Linked DNA regions of Rattus norvegicus: regions 2 and 3 are each linked to region 1. A link is a contact called in public Hi-C data. All regions are on one chromosome and are shown on one strand. Each heading gives the region's core, a stretch centred on a gene start, on an enhancer-like site or on the middle of the called end of the contact. The rest is flanking DNA. Distances are from core to core; before and after follow the strand shown.

Region 1 (4,676 bases), core at 892-3,391:
GGAAGGGGATCAGCCAGCGCACTTTCTGAAGAGAGCAGGGTGCTTCCAAAACAGGCTTGAGGAGAAGGAAGAGGCCAGAAACCAGCCTTGCAGGCTTTGATGAGGATTTCTGGTTCTGTTTCAACCTTGGGCAGAATGGAGGACAGGAAGGCCAGAGGAGTGACCTCCACAGAGATATATTTGGGACAGTAAATCTGAGCCCTGTGACCCCTTCAGTTAGGTGCTGTAGTAAGTTTAATTTCTAGTTAATTTGATTGGAAAAGATAGTTTTGTTTGGCTTAGATATAAAAACTCAGTAAGGCAAAATTGAAAAGTTCTCAAGTAGCTGGGTGGAATGCATTCTATCAGATATGAAAGAAAACAAAGACCGAGGCACATTTGGAACCCTTAAATGAAATAAATGGCTTTATCACTCTACCTTTCTTACAGTAACTCTGGTCATTTTTGTTTGGTTTCAGGCTCTGGGACAAGGCCAGGAATAAGGCTCTGAGGTACATATTTTACATACCAAAGAGAACTGGCCTCCGGGTTCTCCCAACATCCCTCAATCCCTACCTGGCATACTCTGTCCCCAATCCTGAACTTTCCAGCCCAGTGGCTGGGCTGCCTTCCCCAGAGGCTCTTCCCTACATAATCTCAATCTCTCTCTCTCTCTCTCTCTCTCTCTCTCTCTCTCTCTCTCTCTCTCTCTCTCTCTCTCTTCAGGATGTGAAGCCACCAACATCTTCATGCAGAGCATTCTTTACAGAGAAGAAGCGAGGAAGCAGAGTCTGCAAGAGGGTCCTCTGTCATGGCCTGCACTCTCTCTCTAGTGAGGACCTTGGAAATTGGAATTCCCTGTCTTCCTCAAGGCAGCTATTGAGCCCAGGAAGATCTCTTTTTCCCTGCCCTTTATGGAGCCTCACATGACAGGAAGGAAGGAGAGCAATACAGGAACTCTGACGAGTGAGTGAGTGAGCACATGGTTTTGTTAAGTTTCCTAGTTTACTGCCTCTTGGAGCACACTAAATGTCTGTAAACTACACAGATTTCCCATTTCCCATGGACACCTATGTCACAAAGTTCTCGATTGTCATTTCTTCATTGCTACTGTGGCCTCAGTCCTGTTCTTTGTGACGGGTTAGGAGAAGATAACATCTCTTCATCCTGTAGCATCCTTGGGTATTATACTCCAGGGTTACAGCCAGCATTCTCAGAATACTCAGACTTAAGGCATATCAGCGCAGTTATTATATATCGCTCTGGACATTTAAATTAACAGTTGATGCTTTCCAGTAACTTTTTATAAAGTACTGGGTCGCCAGATAATAACAAGAATATGTACACATTTATTTTTAAAGAACCTTCTGTCGAGTTGCATACAAGGCAGGCTGTGATATGATGGTCAGAAAAGACAGGAATGGGGCAGGCTGTATAGTTGATTCCTCCGACAAAGTGTGGGCAATGAGCATATTTTATATTTAGATTTGGTTTATTGAGGGGACCCTAAACTTTTTTTTTTTAAGTGCACATGAATCGTCTGGAGAAATCAGCGTCTAAAGTGATTAATTAGACCTTATTTTGTCCTGAACAGATTTACTAAGCATTTTTCAAATAGCCACAATGTTTGTAATTACCAGAATCACACCTCCATTGGCCAGCCTTGGTTACTTCATGCATGAACAACAATCTGATTGAGCACTCTTGTTAGGGTTTCATTCTGCGTTGTAATTAGCCATAATCATAGCCTTCCTGGGTGCATGAGAATGTGCAAGCAAGTATTCACGGACTCGGCCCATTTGAATATGAATCTTCTCAGTGAGGAGCAATAAAGCAGGAGAAACAAAACAGTTTCTCTAGGGAATCCAGTGAAGCATCTCTCCTCTGATTCTGCCCCCTTCAAAATGTTCTCCCTCCAGTCTCTGGATTCTATTTGCTAAAACAAGGGTGGCTTAATGAAGACAATGGCCTATTATCCCTTAAGTGACACAGGAGGGCCTAAGTATTACAGGCTTAGTTCTTTCAGTCTTTGCCAAGGACACAAGGAACAAAAGAACAAGCAATTGTGTGTGGGGAAGAGAATTCGGTCCAGGCTCCACTAGGGGACCACTCCAAATGAGATGGGGCCATGCTATTCTTACGCTCTGAGGAGGCTGGTGCATGCTGGCTTTCTTCTCTTTCTTCCCCTCTTCACCCCCTGCAAATGACTCAGGCATTACAGAAAAAGGCTCCAAGCAGCAGGGATTGAAAACAAAGGCTTAGTGGAGGAGGGGTGACATTTCTGATCCCATCCCAAGCACATTCAGAGTGAGCCACCTACTGGCAACTCCTCTCTTCCTTTTTTTTTTTTTCACGCTCTAATCCCCTCAACTCTTAAGGAAAGACCTGGGTAAACAGAGTAGGATCAGGCCACAAGTGTTTTTAGCCAAGAATGGAGGAATAAAATTCACAGGGAAAGCTTTCACAGCAGTATGGAGTCTTTGAGAGAAAACACAGTTTGGACCAGTTGAAGTATGACAAAATGTCAAACATGAAGGGTTGTTTAAAAGGCTGTGTGCACTGCACAGAAAATGAAAGATGACTCAAGTCTACTGAAAGATATCGACTGATAGATTCATGAAGATAAGTCAACTAATTGTTTAAACAGTTAAAACACACAAAATGGTTTTGTCCTTGAATAACTTTCAGTTCTTCAATGTATTCGTTTTTTGTAGTGTTTTGTTTACTTGTTTGTTTTTTGTTTCTGAGACATTCTATGCCACTAATAAAATATCTGAATTCTTTGTTGGCATTGTACCATGGGAAGGCTCAAGGGCTGTGATGTGACCCTAATCATTTTCTGACCACCTTACAGGTTTAGGATCTGCATCATCTTGACAAAGTGAGTCCTCGTAAGGCAACATGAAGCAATCAGCTACTGGAATTTCAACTTGTGGTCTCATGTGCATGCTCTATGCATGTATAACCATAGTTTAAGGGCTGAGTAAGCCTGTGACCATTCTTGGTATAGTATGGCAAACATTTTGGGGTTATTAGAAGTAGCCAAAGGCACTTCATAGAAGAGATCTGAGGCGGAAGTTGGACATCATGAGGAAAGGGGCCATGACAGGCACTATAACTGACGCTGAATCATGTCTTCTACCAGGGGAACACTATGAACCTGGTAAGTCCTCAGAGCCAGGGCCACACTCTCCTAAGAAGGGAGTCAGTGTGCTGAGGTGCTGGGGTCATCTTACCAACTGGGCAGCTGTGAGCATTTTCACAGATCTCTCATCATAAGCTGCATTCTCACTAACATGAGGACTTCTTCAGAACATGTCCTGATGGTCTCTCTAGTGGGGTTCTTAGCGTTTTTGTAGGCTGTTTTCTTGTTTAAGGCCACTTCATCGTTTTCATAGAATATTATGACAAACCTACTATACTTAAATTACTCTGAAAAGCACAAGAAGAATCTCCATGACTATTGACATTAAACTGAAGTCTGGCAGAGGCCACCATTCCTTATAATGTCTTCTTTGAAACAACATATTTTTATGTCATGTGCATTGGTGTTTTGCCTGTATGTACGTCTGTATGTGTGCATGCATGCATGTATGTCTGATATAAGGGTGTCAAATCCCCAGGAATTGGAGTTATAGATAGTTGTGAGGTACCATGTGGGTGCAGGAAATAGAGCCTGGGTCCTGTGGAAGAACAGCCAGGGCTCTTTACCCCTGAGTCATCTCTGCAGCCACTATTCCTAATAATTTCAAAACTGGAAATTACAATACAGCTATCACTGGCCATCTGCTCTGTGACTAGTAGACCTTGGATCTCCCAAGCCTTATGCCAGCCACAGTAGACGTGGCCACTATGATGCTATTATCCCCAAGGACATGGACAGTGGGAACCACAAAGATACTGCAGAAAATTAAAGCAGTGAAAGATTCAACAACTCTCGGGGACACAGAGCTAATTGACAGCATGTTTGTAATTAAATGGATGGATTGTGGTCAACTCTCAGAAGCCCATGTGAGGAGTCATTAGCTCCTGGGAATGGGTCTGCTCTGCTGGCTGTCCAGACATGAGGACTGAAATTATTTTTTGAGACTATGTAGGTGGAAGAGTCTGTTACTAACATAATCGATTATCAGTCACTCCTGGAGTTTTCATAAAGAAGAAGAAATGAGCTTTTACATCATTCACTTATGTACATACTAAATGCTCGTCATGTGAGCGGTACTATGCATAGTTAAGAAAGCAAAGAAAGGGGAACAAAACAAAAACTGAGTTGTTCAGAGTTCGGAAATGACATGGTCCCTTACTTCAAAGAATCAGCAAAACCCATGCAACGCAGATGCAAAAACAAATACAGTTCAAGGCATAAACTGTGCGGACAATCTTGCCAAAATTGCAATAAACACAGAGAGGGTCTTGAGTCTTAATTTATTTACTCTTCCCTGATCCTGGCCCAGAACGATACATGAGTATCATTTGCTGAAAGCAGTAAAGACAGAGGTTGAAAGCAATCATCTAAAATGAATATCCACCATAAATGTTGAGCAGAACATTTATGGATATTAGCTGATAAACAGTAATGTTTGCGGTGCTGTTTGTTGTCTGGGTCAGTTGGAGCCGGCGACTTAATCCTTTATAAAACTCTGTTAAAGATTCCTGTAAAATATCCCATTCTCTCCCCCTGTTGGTCAATAAGAAAG
Region 2 (4,676 bases), core at 735-3,234, 130 kb before region 1:
TGTAAAAACATACAGTACATTGCAGCTATAATCCCATCACCCGTACAGGGATCTGGGGGATGGAAACAGGAGAATCCCTGAAGGCTCGCAAGCCAGCTCACTCCGCTGGCATAGGCAGGGGTGAACGACAAGGCACCCCACCTCAAACAAGGTGAAAGGCCAGTGGTGGCACTTGCGGTGGTTCTCTGAGCTCTGCACATGTCCCACGTCCCCTGGCACAGGTATTCACTCACCTGAATACCCACATGCACACATACCAAATACACCTATGTATTACACACAGGTGCAAGTTAAAATACAAGAGAAGCAAGTGACATTTGCTGAGAAGAAATAATAGTATCCTTCACTTAAAATTGCAGAAGCCAGATTCCACCGCACAGTGGCCACAGGTGTGGGGAGGACAGGGATCTGGATCACGTGACTGTAGCAGTAACTGAGGCATAGGGGAAACGACACACTGGGAGGGGGGCGGGCAAAGAGTCCCTCAGCTGGGACAGACTTTCCCAACTACTGGGAGCTGCACGGCAGCAGGACGATGGTAGGAAAAGCCACTTCTGAAGAAATAATGGCCGAGAAGCTTTCGTAGTTAAAGAAAAGTTCATGTGTTCAGATGAAGGATGCGGATGAAGAAAAACCCTAAAAATTTCAGAGATTTGAAAGCAACTAGAGACAACTGGCAGGCTATATACAAAAGATCAAAATTAAACTCAAGTCACTCATCTCATTAACAGAAGCAAAGCCAAGAACTGGTAAAATCCTTGGACATTCTGGGAGAACAAAAGCCCTTCTTCCATAGTACCACCACATGGTAGATTTACTACAAACTAAGGAGGAATTCAGTCCCTTAACCAGCACTGAGGGGCCATCTCTAACCTGTGGCCCATCAAAAGATGTTTTTAAAGGTTGACCAAATAGAGGACAATGATGATGTACTAAATATACTTTTGAGAAGTTGGCAAGAGAGAATAACCACGAGCTATACAGCTTTCAGAAATCATGTATAAAGTGGAGCCCTGATGTGGGGCAGCAACAGTGGGAACTTGAGGGAAACCAAGTCACAGCCAGTCTTGGAAGCAAGGACCTTTGCAGCCAGTAATCATATTAAACTGCAAAGATCTCCTGAAAAATAGAAACAAAGTCGGCTTCCACGAGAACAGGGAAGAGAAAAGGGAAGGAATCAAGTTCTAGAAACCCAACAGGAGGCTCGTTAAACAGTCCTACCCAGGGACAGACCGGCGATGAGGACATGTAAGAGGAAGCTAAATATATAAGCAATGTAAGCCTAATGGGTCAAGCCTGCTCTCAGAAAACAGGCTATCACCAGAGGAAACTATATCCTTGCTCTACCTTAGTTTATCACAGACACACTCAAGATGAAGGGTGGGAGATAAGAGGCAGGATAAAATCCTAGTGCAGATTACGTTATCACTGTGTACACACACACACACACACACACACACACACACACACACACACACAGATACACACACATATACACACACATACATATACATATATATGACAGTCTATATTTTTGACAATGTATATATGCTGTCAAAAATGGCACACATACACACACACCATATACACACTCACACAAACACACATACACATATGCACAAATACACCATTTTGCCAGATTTTGTCAGGGAAGGCATCACAGAGAGGGTATTAAATTATAGCCCCATAAGCAACAAACCGGTACCTGTGTTTCTATTGTTTATCCAGAAAGAATGCTACCAGAGGTTGATTCTTAACAATATTAGAGGTAGAATGGCATTTCAGTGTGGCTTTAACTTCCATTTCTCTTTCTGTGCACAAAACCAGCTTTCAAAGGCAGTTTTGAAAGCCATTTGTACACTCTCTCCTGTGAATTATATTTTCCTATGCTATGCAATTTTTCACTATGAATCATGGCTTTTCTTGCTCGGGTCTTTTATTTGGGGCGGGGCACAGTCATTTGTATGTGGGAGGAACATCTCGTTTTTCTTTAGCTAATGCAGTCATTGTTGCGCCACTGAAAATGTCAGTTGTCTATGGGTTCTGACGTGTAAATTATTATTAGAAAGGTTTTTCTTCAACTTCATGCCGTAGAGTATACAGTCAATTAGAAAACATGCATGTTTTCTTTCCATTTGAATCATTAATGTATTTGTGGCATTTCTCTGTAGTACAAGGTTTGTTTTTCAGCTAGTACCCAGCTGTCTAACCCACTTAGAGAAGTTCTACCTTTACAGAAAAGTTCTTACTGGTTTTCTTCTCACTCTTAAGCCTGCCTACTATTCATGTGTTTACAACGGTTTTATTTAATTATGACACCTGCACAACAGCTGTTAATATCTTGTTGGCTAGCTATATTCACACACTTATTGTGATCACAGTTTTCTTCTTAACCTTTAAAAAATATAAAACTTCAAAATACATTTGAGATGTAAGTTCCACTTTGTGGACCCACATAGAACTTTAATTTGACAACAACATCAAATGCATTCTTTGAAAACATGTTCCAAATATTTTTGAAAGCTAAATATGTAATAAGCCATAAAAGGAGCCTTAAATATCTACCCTGGTTGTCATATTTATTTTAAAGAAAATTAAACAAAAATACCACTAAGGCAAAAGCCAAACTTCTAATCCTTACAGATTTAGAAATTTAGAAATTCATTTGAATTACTCATAAATCAACAAGAAAATCACTACAGAAAAAGTTTAGGCAACGAATCACAATAAAATTATGTAACCTCCAAAGAAAAGAATAATGTCCCTTGCAGAGATGTTTTGTAAGAAAAGGAGAATAAAGACAGCAACAGAATGCACTGTCTGAGCCCAAGCTCAAGGCTCCAGCCACTTGAGGACAACTGAACCTCATGCAATCAAGATTCCAAGAGTACGTTCAAAGCCAGGGCCTGCCGGGCGAAGTGCTCAGACATTTCAGCATTACATTTTTAGACTAAGTCTGAGGGACAATATACCAGCGGGCATGACACTCTATGATGAAGCTTTGGAGACAGCTGCCATTACTTTACTCAGGGTTGTTGGGGGAGGTTCCTCTAACATAAGAGCCAAGGGAAAAAAAACGATCCTGGAAGTATGCAAGAGAGGATGGAAATCTCCAGAATGAGGCTGAGTGGCTGTCTAGGAAGCATATTCGTGGACTTTTTTCTACCCATAAAGGAACTCAGAGTTTTGGCTGACTGAGGATCGATGGACCAAAGAGAACAGAATTCATTCCCATAGGTGGATATTCCCATGTTGAGAAAATGCTTTCTCAGAAGTTCACAATCAAATAAAATGGGTCCACTAAGAAATAAAAGTGACACTCGATATATAAGGCTTTACGGAGAAAATTAACTAATTATTGGTAAGTATAGTTGCAAGGCAGAAAATAATTTTAGGGGATCAATGGATGCATTGGTCAGGCTCATAGGAGAAAGCTTACAAAAAAAACTATATTCGGTGGCAATTCCTCATTGTCTGAATGGCCGCTACTTTATATAAATATGATGACTCTGTCTAGGTAGAGGATATTAATTATGGAGCCACAAATCTGGACGTGGATAGAAAATCAAATTACTTTGTACAATAACCTTATTTTAAGTTTCTGTCAAAAATGCTACCAAGACAGTTAAAGGTCAGTTGTAAGCAGATCTCGAATTTATTCACACTTAACCTTTATTATCGAGAAATTTTATGTCCGTAACTGTAGCAGTCAATTAATGATACTTTCATGTGTAATAAATAAGAAAGAGCCCCATGTTCTGTTTCTTTGCACAGCCCCTCTCTCCATCACTTGCCAGACAGTTGAGGTAAGAAAAAATTTTAAAACTTAAAAGTAACATTTTCCTTAGCCAAAGAGAAATACAAAGATGGAAACTATGTATAAAAATACAGTGTTAGAGCTTATCTTCCCTGTATCACAATCCTGAACAGTGCTGAGATAAACACACTTTGAAGAGGTGTGGGGAAGGAGGCTGCACCTGGGGGTAGCACATGTTCATAGAACAACGCAGGAAATGTGTGCTAGGCCTTGGAACATCGCAGCAGGATTTCAGGAACTGGAAGGAGGACGCTCTTTGTGGCTCCTGTCACTGGTATTAATTGTAGAACATGTCAGTGTTTAATAACAACTGTCCTTGAATGCAGTACGGTTGATCTCATACACCCAATCAAGGCGACGTCAAGAAGGACCAACCACGTGGGGTGGGCAGTGATGCTGTCTCTTCCACCCTGCATACCGTGCTTGTTTCCCACAGAAGTTGTCATAATTTATTTATGCTATTTTTCTCGGGATTTTTTCTATTTCTTAGTCAGGAAGCTAAAGCAAAAATTAAAAATAAAGCAATCATAGAAGACAATGTTGCAAATGGTTAGATGCCCAAGGAGTGAGCACCAAGAATGTAGAGGCCTGATCAAGAGAAAGGAGGAGTAACTGTGGGGTGGAGTAAATATGGGAGAATTGTCATCAGGTGGATGGCTGTGACAAGGCTTGAAAATGAAAGATGGTCAGAGTTCAGGGAAAGCACCCCTGAGGAAGGCCAGGTGGAAGACAGCCACAGCTTATTTGGAAGGCAGTGTCTGGTTTGAACTAATGTGATATGGGTTGGGGTGACTGGTCCGGTAGTTCTGAAGAGGCAGGAGGGCCTCCTTGCATCAGGTAGACACTGGGCTAGACATTT
Region 3 (4,676 bases), core at 1,104-3,603, 94 kb after region 1:
CTCATTAACTGGTTTTTGGTCATGGACTTTATCATCATACTCTGAGGAGGAAAATAATCTGCAAATCTTCAAATCATGTATTTCCTTTCAACTTTTAATGGAAAACATTGTATCAATATGAATGCAAATATTCTCTGACTGAAGATTTTTGTCACTGCTTGCTTTTACTGAGAGACCAAAACAAAAGTTCATGCTAACATAAGAACCACTTACTGCTTAAGACCACTTGTCCCTGGGTTTTTAAGAAATTAGTTCACAAATAACAAATGTTTGCATTTATCATAATTTCCATACCTCCTAGGGTAGATTCTGTGTGGTTTTCATGGAAGAACATTGAAAAGACATTGCCTACTGAACCGGACTTTTACAGAGGGAACGGATGGTGACTGACTCCTGAGAAGTGGTTTGGGGTTGGCTTTTAGAACACTTGGCTGCAATTAAAAGATGAACGTTGGTGTATACGCTCTGAAGAGAAGTAGACTTTCGGAGGGAGAGATACTTTATAATGTGACATCTGTATCAGAGAACTCAAAAGTGGTGAACAGAGACACAACTCTTTTTATTTCCTGTAACTCTGCAGTTGTTTTTAGACTCCAAGAATGTTTTAACTACTATAGATCAACCGATACTCATAACCCCCCCCAAAAAAGGAATATAATTTTGTGTAGCAGCTTAGGAATCCAAGGTGGAAATCTACAGGTAATCTACTTCTATTGTGTCCTTTAAGTTGTATTTAGAAGTAAGGAAGCATTAGGCTTGCAATATCTAGGTGGAAAATTATGACACAATGGAGAACACTATTAAACTAATATATTGAATTGCTGTACAAGAAGATCCTCTCAGGGTGTAAAGTTGTACTGACTTGAAAACTACATTTAGTATTTAATCTTACACTCCTACAGAGGTATCCACTCAGTAGACGACCTTGGTTTAGCATACCAAATCAGATGGTATTTAATAAACAAGAAGGCTTAAAAGCAGTGTTATGTGCATAGAAAAGCCGTTTGTGTGCCTTTAAACATTTTTCCCCTGCTGGTGTTAAGAATATATTAGTTTTATTACCACAAGTCATAAAAAATGAAATAGGGCTTGTATTATTAGGGACCCTTGAAATAGAGCTCACATTATTTAAAATGTATTTAAAAGGCCTATCAGGAACCAGTCTTCACGTAAGTAATTTTTGCATACTTTAACAGGTTAATATCTTATTTTGTCAGAACGTTGCTGAGTAAATTCTAAGACATTCTAAAATGTCCGAGATGAAATAAATTACTTTAGATTTCTGATGAGTTTATGTGTCCCATACTGGCTCGTGTTAAGTTTTGCAAGCCTATGACCTCTAAGAACCTTCACTCCAGAAGGTCCTTTACTAAACGAGTGAAACTAATTTACTTTGCAATAAGGATAAGGATTTTCCTCCGAGTGAAATAGCTTAAGTGTCAGTTGGGGGAGTGGAGAAAGCAACTTTCTCCAGAAGGTGCTTGTAGGCTAGTCCAGTACAACACCAAAGGCTCTCTAACCACCTAGCAAACATCTATGCACACTGTTGGGCTCGGTCGGCTACTGACCAAGTCATTGCCAATTCTGGCAAGTAGTACCCAGGACCTGGACTTGGAATCCATCCTAGGGCTTCTTGCCATACTCTACCACCTCATGTCCCCTGCTTCGGAGCAAGTGCGGTCAATCGAGGAAGATCACTTACGACTGAGTTTTTCATCATGGCTTTGACTGTGAAGCCCTCAGAAACCAGGGAATGAGGCTGGTGCACCTGGATCGTCTGTTGTGGCAGCAGTTTGGTCCTCTTCGGCATCTTGTCTGGGCATTTGTTTAAGGTCAGGGTCTCTTTTTCTGCCACCATCTTCCTAGAAAACGTTTTGTTCTTATCAAAGGTGTGGTAGAAAAACCAGTGGCTTTTACAGATGTGAGCAGGGGATCGGGAAAAAAATGTAAAAAGGCGCGCTAGTGATAGAAATTCAACCCCTCGTGGTGCCCAGGGTGATCCAGATGTTTGGAAGCACCAAGGTGGAGGGAGTTTAGGGGAGGGGAGGGGCGGGAAGAGGGCTGGGATCCGAGGCTAGAGCCGCTAAAAGCTTCCAAAGGTGAGCCTCCTGGTTGCTAAGCGACTGATCAACACTACGAGCCGCTAGTCCCGCCCCTCCGTGACGAGCGTTTCCGGAAAAGGTTACCCGCGGGGGACAGCGGCACCCGTCTGAGGCTAATCTTACTCGTTAAAACTACGACTCCCAGAAGGCTTAGCGCTAGGGGCGGGTGCGCGTGCGCACTAGGCCCGCCTAGTGCGCGAGGGGAGGGGGGAGGAGGCCTGGATGACTAAACCTGACAGAAACGCTGGTGGGAGGCTCAGGCGGGTGCCAGTGCCCGCGTAGGTCCTGCTCGCCCCGCAGCCACCACCCTCCCGGTGACCATGATAGGTACGTGAGTGCCTGCCAGGTACAATCTCTCCGCGCCGCCCCGCGTCCATGTGTGGCGCCACGTCACACCCCACGGGTCCGAGTGGGATCTTCGGGGGCCGATCCCAGCCACCTGTCAGTGACAGGGCGGAGGGGTGTGCGCCGCGCTCCGCCCGCTCTGTGGGCTTCCTCGGCCCGGGGGTGCCCGCCAATAGCCGGATCGGGTGTGTGCTAGAGCATAAGTGTGAGTTTCCAGTCCCCACCCCGCCTTAGCCAAGGTTAGCCCGGTGCTCGCTGAAGAGGGCATCTTTCACGGACACCCTCGTGCTCCACTGCGCCCCCCGACGGCGGGGCTCGCCGTGCGGCACCGCGGGGGTGACCAGCCCAGGTTTGTTTCTGTCAAGCTGTCCTTCACTTCAGGGCGAGTTCACACACCTCTAGGACTTTAAGAAAATCTCAGGGAAGCATCTGCCTGGTGGAGATCGCAACTTAATCCGTCAGTTCTGTCTTTTTAAATGTGTCCTCGGGGATATGAGACGAAAGGATAGAAGAGTAGATAACAGCAACCATAACATCCCCCCCCCCCCCCCATAGATTGTAACTGGATGCAGTTTGACTAGTGCAGCTTTGGAAGCGGCCACTAGGATTGTTCTAAGCAGTGTGAAGTAGGAAGGTTGGAAAGATCCTCTCTGGCAGAGATGTTAAATTCGGAGTCACGTTTTGGGTTCTCCTCCGGGCTAAGTAGAAATAAATGCATAGTGGCGCGTAGCGCGCATTCCCGTTTGGAGGGTTCGTTACTGTAGACTCGTCCCCAGGTGTCGTCCTGAAGATTAGTGAACTTGTTTGTGATATATGCCTGGCAGGTAGTGCACCAAGCATATTAGAAGTCGGTCTATCCTAGATGTGTCCAAGGTGAACGAGAGGTGCATTGATGAAGTAAATGCATTACGCTGTGGAGGTAGCCAAGTCTGTGTTAATTCACCTATGTAATGTTAAAGTGTGCAGCCCTCCTCTCCTCGTCTTTGAGAATCACGCTAGGCAGCTAAGTTCCTCATGGAAGCAGAGGTGCCAGCTAATGATGTCCAGGTACTTCTCACTTTGGTACTAGGCTAGTGTGTGTTTTGGATGAATGAATCGGAAACTTGTAAAATGAAGAGAAAAGTATACCTTTTTATGAATGACACTGAGCCTTTTAAATGAAATTGATTTAAGAGTCATTTGTGAACCCAAATTTGAACTGAAACAGTGAGAACCAAGTGGGACAGATTAGAAAAGAAAAATTACAAATTTACAAGAAAGCAACATCTCATATTTTGAAGGCAACTATACACGTTTAGTTTCCTTCAACTTAATCGAGTTCATGGGTGACTTTGATAAGCAATTATCCCCTAAATACAAAGATAGGAAATGAAGACCTAGAAATAATCATTTTATAAAATCTCATAAATTATTATATTAATAAGTTTAGGGTGGAACACATTCAGGCAGCTTATTTAGATTTACATGGAACTCTCTTAATAAGAACTATGCCATTTGGACGTTACAATTAAATCAATTAGTGATAAAAAAAAGAGAAGGGAAATAAAAGGCAAATTTAAAAACTGTTCTTTCTTGGCTATTCTTTGTACAGGGTGAATAAGTGTGCATTTCAACACAAATGATTAAATCCTTGTCCACTGCCTCAAGAAAAGGAACTTCCATTAAAAAAGAAAAACTACATAAATAATGTTATATAATTTTTTTGTTTAGCTAGTTGTATTGCCTATTAATATTGGTGGCTGTATTTTAATAAAGTTATGAGTTGCCAGGTTGGAGGCTTGGGTGTGGTGACAGTGCCTGAAGCAGGAAAGAGGGAAAACGATTACAAGGATGCTCTGGAGGAGTAGTTTTGCATTCTTCTGACTAATTTTTTGACCAGGAAACAGGGCAGATGGTAATTACCCAGAGATCTGCTGCAGAGCAAAGGACACATAAATAGCTCCAAGAACTGAACAGTTTCTTCGACTTCACAGCATTACTGAGGGCTGGGGCCTTCTAGACTTCTACTCTCTCCCTCTGCAGTATCTTCCTAGTGAAGGAAATACTGTGCTCTACCACTGAAGTGCTCGATCTGAGAAAAATCCTATGGATTGACTTCCTGGCCAAATAGGAGGAAAGAAAACTAATACTTTATTACCCATAAAATAATTTTCCTTTTATTGTTCCCAAGTAGAGGGTTCCCTTCTTGTCATGGAGATGGCTTCAAAAGTACTTACATCTCCCACTTGG

The links. A called contact is a pair of places that touch in the nucleus more often than the background predicts.
Region 2: a Hi-C map of Schwann cells shows a contact between it and region 1, with 5 times the contacts expected there. The contact joins two enhancer-like sites. A contact is called at or near these places in 2 of 12 Hi-C or Micro-C datasets (the A7r5 cell line and Schwann cells).
Region 3: a Hi-C map of the A7r5 cell line shows a contact between it and region 1, with 2.4 times the contacts expected there. The contact joins the promoter of Prkn here to the enhancer-like site in region 1. A contact is called at or near these places in 2 of 12 Hi-C or Micro-C datasets (the A7r5 cell line and Schwann cells).

Annotation. Positions count from the first base shown.
Region 1 is chr1:52,522,101-52,526,776 of GRCr8, reverse strand. All of the region lies in intron 2 of Pacrg (parkin coregulated), which reads right to left. Among named protein-coding and RNA genes, the nearest start is that of Pacrg, 94 kb to the right of the region's middle. Within about 2 kb of position 2,141, at least 57 of the 93 cell types and tissues checked have an H3K27ac peak or open chromatin away from gene starts, as enhancers often do. A contact at or near this core is called in the A7r5 cell line and Schwann cells, where this site is marked.
Region 2 is chr1:52,647,704-52,652,379 of GRCr8, reverse strand. The region is part of intron 2 of Pacrg (parkin coregulated); the gene reads right to left. Among named protein-coding and RNA genes, the nearest start is that of Pacrg, 220 kb to the right of the region's middle. Within about 2 kb of position 1,984, at least 1 of the 93 cell types and tissues checked has an H3K27ac peak or open chromatin away from gene starts, as enhancers often do. A contact at or near this core is called in Schwann cells, where this site is marked.
Region 3 is chr1:52,427,843-52,432,518 of GRCr8, reverse strand. Prkn (parkin RBR E3 ubiquitin protein ligase) reads left to right here and starts at 2,353. Exons shown (of 12, transcript NM_020093.1): 1 at 2,353-2,429. The coding sequence starts at 2,423. It overlaps Pacrg (parkin coregulated), which reads right to left and starts at 2,129. Exons shown (of 5, transcript NM_001389238.1): 1 at 1,703-2,129. The coding sequence starts at 1,858.